Regions from separate parts of the Sus scrofa genome. Here region 2 is linked to region 1. A link is a contact called in public Hi-C data. All regions are on one chromosome and are shown on one strand. The core of a region is the stretch at or near the end of the contact, and the rest is flanking DNA. Distances in the headings are between cores, read along the strand shown. Region 1 overlaps ASB18 (ankyrin repeat and SOCS box protein 18). Region 2 has its middle 13 kb from the start of COPS8.

Evidence for each region. Hi-C and Micro-C count contacts between places; a contact is called where the count stands out from the background.
Region 2: a Hi-C map of skeletal muscle shows a contact between it and region 1, with 6 times the contacts expected there. The contact joins two enhancer-like sites. A contact is called at or near these places in 1 of 47 Hi-C or Micro-C datasets (skeletal muscle) and 1 of 2 datasets of contacts at active chromatin or transcription factors (skeletal muscle).

Annotation. Positions count from the first base shown.
Region 1 is chr15:136,101,382-136,104,531 of Sscrofa11.1, reverse strand. All of the region lies in intron 1 of ASB18 (ankyrin repeat and SOCS box protein 18), which reads left to right. Among named protein-coding and RNA genes, the nearest start is that of ASB18, 13 kb to the left of the region's middle. Within about 2 kb of position 1,376, at least 1 of the 83 cell types and tissues checked has an H3K27ac peak or open chromatin away from gene starts, as enhancers often do. A contact at or near this core is called in skeletal muscle, where this site is marked.
Region 2 is chr15:136,839,550-136,842,407 of Sscrofa11.1, reverse strand. No RefSeq gene overlaps it. Among named protein-coding and RNA genes, the nearest start is that of COPS8, 13 kb to the right of the region's middle. Within about 2 kb of position 1,522, at least 11 of the 83 cell types and tissues checked have an H3K27ac peak or open chromatin away from gene starts, as enhancers often do. A contact at or near this core is called in skeletal muscle, where this site is marked.

The sequences.
Region 1 (3,150 bases), core at 127-2,626:
AGAGATGCAAAGTAACCAAGGACTCTGCTGGGCGCCCACCCCCACATGCCAAGTACGGGACCGTAAACTTCTCATTTCTACAAGGCATGTAAAGGGTGCTGGGGCATAACAATCAGACCAAACCAACTTCAAGAGAGAAGTATTTTGCTCCCTGTGTGAGATTCATAAAAAACAATCAGTCTGAACATGCAATTTGTCTCAAGAGGCAGGAGCTGCAATTTTATCATGTAATTAAATCCCCATGACAGTTGTGAAGAAACTTCACCACCTTTATCAGGGGAAGTCTCAATGACATGCTTTCCAGCACTGTCCCCGGAGTCTATAAATGTCCTTCCAGGGCTAGTGCTTGTGACTGTGCCCACCAAGGACCAGGCTGCTGGGTCTAAGCCACAGTGGATGGCAGCATTCAAGGGCACCTTCGCCTCTGAGCTCCCCAACAGCCCTCCTGGGAGATGGATGGAAGCAGCACTTGACCTTTGGCTGAAATGACCTTCAGAATGAGAAGGGACTCTGTGGCTTTCCAGGATCTGCACCGGGCTGGGGAAAATCAGTCCCGACGATTTAAGTCATTATTAATGATGCACTTGACCTGAGGAAGCGCCATGTTTTAATGGGTTGTTAAACGAGATGTTTGGAGGGGAGGTTTGGACACTTTAACATTTTTTATGTCAATGTCTGCGTGACTAACTCTGGTGGATGGGTGGATGGGTCCAGGAGCCCTTAAAAGCAGAGCTTTACATACCTGGCCAGCTCATTATTTAAATTTTTTTATTTAAAAAAGCTAGGAGTTCCCACTGTGGTGCAACAGAACAGGTGGTGTCTCCGGAGCGCTGGGATGCAGGTTCAATCCCGGGCCTGGCACAATGGATGAAGGATCCAGCCGCAGCTGCATTGTAGGTTGCAACGGTGGCTCAGATCTGATCCATGGCCAGGGAACGCCACATGCCATGGGGTGGCCAAAAAAGAAAAAGAAAAAAGCTATAAGGAGTGGGGATGAAGGCAGAGTGGCATTTAGAAACTAAATAATGAAAGCGAGGATCAAAAAAGGTGTGAAGGTAAATATACGGTAAGACCTGGGGCTGTTGTGCCCGGTGGCAGGAGTGTTGGGAAAGGACCCAATGGGATTCAGTCCATAGCCATTTATAGGAACGATTCATGTAGGAAGCAGAAAATTGACCAGGATGACAGGACCCATTGACATGTTTGAGAAAATGCTCAGAATCTCACGATGTCCCCAAGGGGAATGACTTCCTGCCCTCATGTGTCCATTTATAGTTGGACACTTGACCCCAGAAGAAAGCAGACATTTGCTCAATGGCCTAGGAAAGAATCCACACAGCTGACCTTTCCGAAGAGCGCCAGGAAACTCTGCCTCGTGACCGGAACACATGGAAAGTCGCTGCCCTGTGTAAGCAGCCTGACCCGGATAAACTCATCTGCCCTACATTTTAGGCTCTGCTGGGCTGTTCTACCGAGTATCAGGCAAATTTATCCCCAGAGGCCTCTGAGAAAGAGAAAACCATCCATCATTCAATGGCAGGATGCAAAGATCCTGCTATCACATGAAAATAATAATTACCATTTGAACACTACCATTTGTATATCTCATTATCATTTCAAGTAGATTTTTTTTTTTTCGTCTTGTCTTTTTAGGTCACTCCTGCAGCATGTGGAGGTTCCCAGGCTAGAGGTTGAATCAGAGCTGTAAATATTGGCCTACACCATAGCCAGAGCAATGCGTCTGCCAACCTACACCACAACTCATGGCAACACCAGATCCTTGACCCATTGAGTGAGGCCAGGGATCAAACCAGCATCCTCATGATGCCAGTCAGATTCATTTCTGCTGAGCCGCGATGGGAACTCTGATTTTTTTTTAATCTCATTTGATCCAGAAGCAAAAATTTCATCTTATGAACTACGAGCGATATAAGACTTGGTATGGAGAACCAGTTTTTTTGTCTCCTGTGGACCAAACATTATGCTTAGAAGTCCCCGAAATGTCCTTTACAAAACCATATTCACATCCTGTGGACTCCCTGGAAAGTTATTAAGAGATACGGTCTGCTCATTCAGTCATCAGATGGAGGTTAGGTATCATCCTCTCCTGCTTGCATTTTTATCTTTCCCTAAGTTCACTCCACACTCTGCAATAAAAGGCCACAGCAATTACATTTCTTTAGTACTCTGCTGTGGTCCAGCATCAGACAGGTACCAGGTTCGTCCATCACATGGGCACCATTTGAAAGTCTGTCTGAAAAAATAAAATACTAAATTTGGAGGAAATTTCATTCCTCAGAACCCCTATCTTTCAAGAAAGGCTCCAATTTGTTCAGAAGAATGTCCCTGACAAACTCCCTGAAGTAGAAGCTGAAACTGGCGAGGCCCTGAAGTAGAAGCTAAAACTGGCGAGGCCTGAGAATGCATGGAACCACACAAGAGGTAAAGCAGGGAGGAAGATTTTAGTGGCTGCACCAGAGAGAGAGGAAGCGGGGATGGAGGAGATTGGCAGAACAAGGGTATACAAACTGTGATAGACTCCTTCACATCTTATGTAGTTACCAAACTTGCCCAGTGATGTTGTTAGTGGGCTAGCTGGCATAGAAAGCTGTGCATTGCCTTTTAATCAAGCTGAGAAGAGTGAGGATGAGAAAAATGAGCTAAAAATGGCTTGATCCAAGCAAAATATATGTGGGCAGAATTGGCATTCAGCAGGCAAGGAGGAGCCCAACCAGGAGTGCTGGTTCAGGAAACAGTGTTGTTCACGTAAGTAGAGGAGGTCGTTCAGCTTGTGGGAAGAAAGACAAAGAGCTCCTGTGTATTAGGGTCCTAAGGTAATTGTTCTCTTTCCATGGGATCCTTTTTTACTACTGATTTATAATTAACATACAATGTTATATTAGCTTTGGGTGTATAACCTAGTGAATTGATACTTTAATACGTTAGGAAAAGTTCACCGCAATAAGACCAGTTACCATCCATCATGATAAAAAGTTGTCACAATATTATTGACTGTATTCTCGTGTGTAAGATAGTGGTCCAGTTTCATTCTTCTGCATGTAGCTGTCAATTTTCCCAACATCATTTATTGAAGAAACATTTCCCCATTGTATGTTTTTGCCTCCCTTCTTGCAAATTCATTGGCCATAT
Region 2 (2,858 bases), core at 273-2,772, 740 kb before region 1:
GTCATTCTTTATGATAGATACACAGGACTCCCTTACATGGGTATATCATCGTGGGCTCATGTATAAGCAATTATTTTACAATCAAGTTATATACACGAACTGTTTGAAATATTTTACAATTAGAAACAAGGCTGCAATAGCGTATTTTTTTTTATATTGTGGGAGTTGAATCTTCAGGGGAAATCCCTAAAAATTAGATTGCTAGGATAAAAAGCAAATGCTTACACAGTCCTTAGATGTCACCAATCCCCCCCCAGCCCCTCATAAGAACGTTCTAATGTCAACTCCCACCAGCAAAGCATGAGAACCTGTCTTCCCAGAGCTTGGCAACAAAACGCACAGTTATGCTCCTTGGTTTTTGCCAATGGATGGGTTAATTCAGAGTCTCTAATTTGCACTGCTCTTATTATAAATAAAGTTGAACATATATAAAAAGCCACTTTCGTGAAATTTTTGTGAATTGTTGTGTTTACGTCTTTTGTCATTTTCTCCAATCATTTTGTTTTTCCAATTCCCACAATTTATATATTAGGAATATTACCAGCCCTTTACGTTGTAGTATTTCCTCCTTTGTCAGACATCTGTTTGGGTTTTCTTTTATTGGCTTGCAAGTGTTTTATTTTTATGTACCCAAATTGATCATTATTCTTTTAAACAGAATTTCGAGCCACAGAAGCCTTTCCTTTCACCTAGGTCAAAGGAGCACTCGCTCGTTTTTCTTCTGGCACCGGCGTGGTTCTACTTTTTTACATCAAGATCCTTGCTCTATTTGAACTTTATGTAACTGGGCTCTGTCTTTTCCCAAGGGCTCACCAGCTCTCCCAGAGCCATCTAGTGAAGTCCACTTTTAGCCCAGTGACCTCAGCTGCCACCTCTACACTCTAGAACAACCTGACGTTTATTCGGGTCTCTCACCTCTAGTCTAGCCTACCAGGCCAGCTGCTCCTCACACGCCAGTGCCCTGCTGTTTTAATTACAGGGGCTCTGCTCTGTCTCGGCACCTGCTCCCCAGCCCCACCATGACTGCAGAGGACTCTCCTTGCAGCTGTCAATTTTGCTTGATCAGACAGAATCTGAGATTGAGATTACACATTTAGAATTACACATGCCTGGCTGCAGGACCAATCCCTGTAACAGGAAGGATGCCCCTAAACCCGTCCATATCGTAAGCCCTGGAACCTGTGCACATGCTGGGTTACACAAAACAGAGAAATTAAGACAGCAGATACAGTGAAGGTTGCTCATCAGTCTATTTTAAAACAGGGACCAATGTGACCACCAGGCTGGGGGGCAGAATGAAGAGCTTGGCCCAGCGTTGCTGGCTTTGAAGATGGAGGAAGAGAGCCAGGAGCCAAGGAAGGTAGGTGGCCTCCCGAAGCTGGAAAGGGCAGGGGACAGATCGTCCCCGCCACCCCCAGCAGGAACGCAGCCCTGCTGTCAGCTGACGTGAGCCTGCAAGACCCAGCTCAGGTTTCCGAACGACACAGCTGTAAGCTGACAGATGCACACCCTGCTGTTTCAAACCGTCACGTGTGTGGTAACCTGCTACCGCAGCAACAGGAAGCCAAGGCCCCTTCCCACAGAACGTCCTTCTCTAATATTGCTTTGCGCCTCGACGTCTACTTTTTCGAAGCTACCAGAGCTACACCAGTATCTGCATGGAGTGTTTCCCAACACTTAAACTTAACAAGGAAGACTGAAAGTTAACAGTGTGCCCCCCCGTATGGCAGCAGTTCAGATTTCTTTAACACGTTAAAATGCCACGTTACGGTCTTCTGGCTTTACTGCTGCTGCTTTGAAGAGAACCCCTCCCTTCCCCCACGCCCATACTTTTAGTATTTTCTGATTTTGGCTTTTAGCAGTTTTACTGTGATGTGTCAGGGTGTGGAAGTCTTTGTATTTATCCTGTGTGGGGTTTTCTCAGCTGTTTGAATGTGTCTCGACTTCTTCCATCAGTTTTGGAAACTCCCTGGCCAGTACTTCCTCAAGCAGTTTTCCGGCTTTATTTTCTCGCTCTTCTTGGGTTCTGACTGCACACACGGTCTGTCTCTTTGCTGGGTGCTACCGTCTCTAGTGCTCTTTCCAGCAAGCTGCATTTTCTTTCTGCACTTCAGTTTAAATGCTCTCCAGCATCCTCCAGTTTATGCTTATGGGCACCTGGCTAACCCCAGGCTGTCAGGCTGCTGCTGCTGCCGATAACCTTATGATTCTCTCGAGTCTTGGCTCTTCAATTCCTCCTTCTTCAGAAGCTGATGCCTTTTCTCCCTATTTCTTAAGCATCTTTATTAGGGGGCTGCACCTGGGGCATGTGAAGTTTCTGGGCCAGGGATCTAACCCCGAGCTATAGTAGCCACACAGGTCACAGCGGTGACCAACACTGGATCCTTAACCCTCCGAGCCATCGGAGACCTTTTCTGATGCCTTTAAAGAGATTTATTTTTGTACACATTCTTTTTGTAGTTCTCGGCACAACTGTGTCTGCCTGAAAGTCCAGTCGTAGAGGTCCTCGCCTCCCCGTCACCATCTGCACCACTCTTTTTATGTCAGTGATTTTTTTCTAAGGAAACTCACTCACTGGTTCCGCTAAAGTCCCCACATTCTAGATTTGGCAGACTGTCTTAGTGGGGTGTTTTACCCTGTTTGTCTAATTCCCACATTTCATGTAAAAGGGCAATTAAACCTAAAACCTGGATGAGATTCACGTCCTTTTTTTTGGGTGAGGGGTGTTCTGACAGGAAACCTTTAGGTCAGTGCTATATGTTTACGACGCCTCCACTCCAGGCCCACTTGTCCCATGGCTAGTGATGCTAAGAACAGGTGCATCCAGGTGCTATCGCAAAGCCTGTGAGTGGAGACAG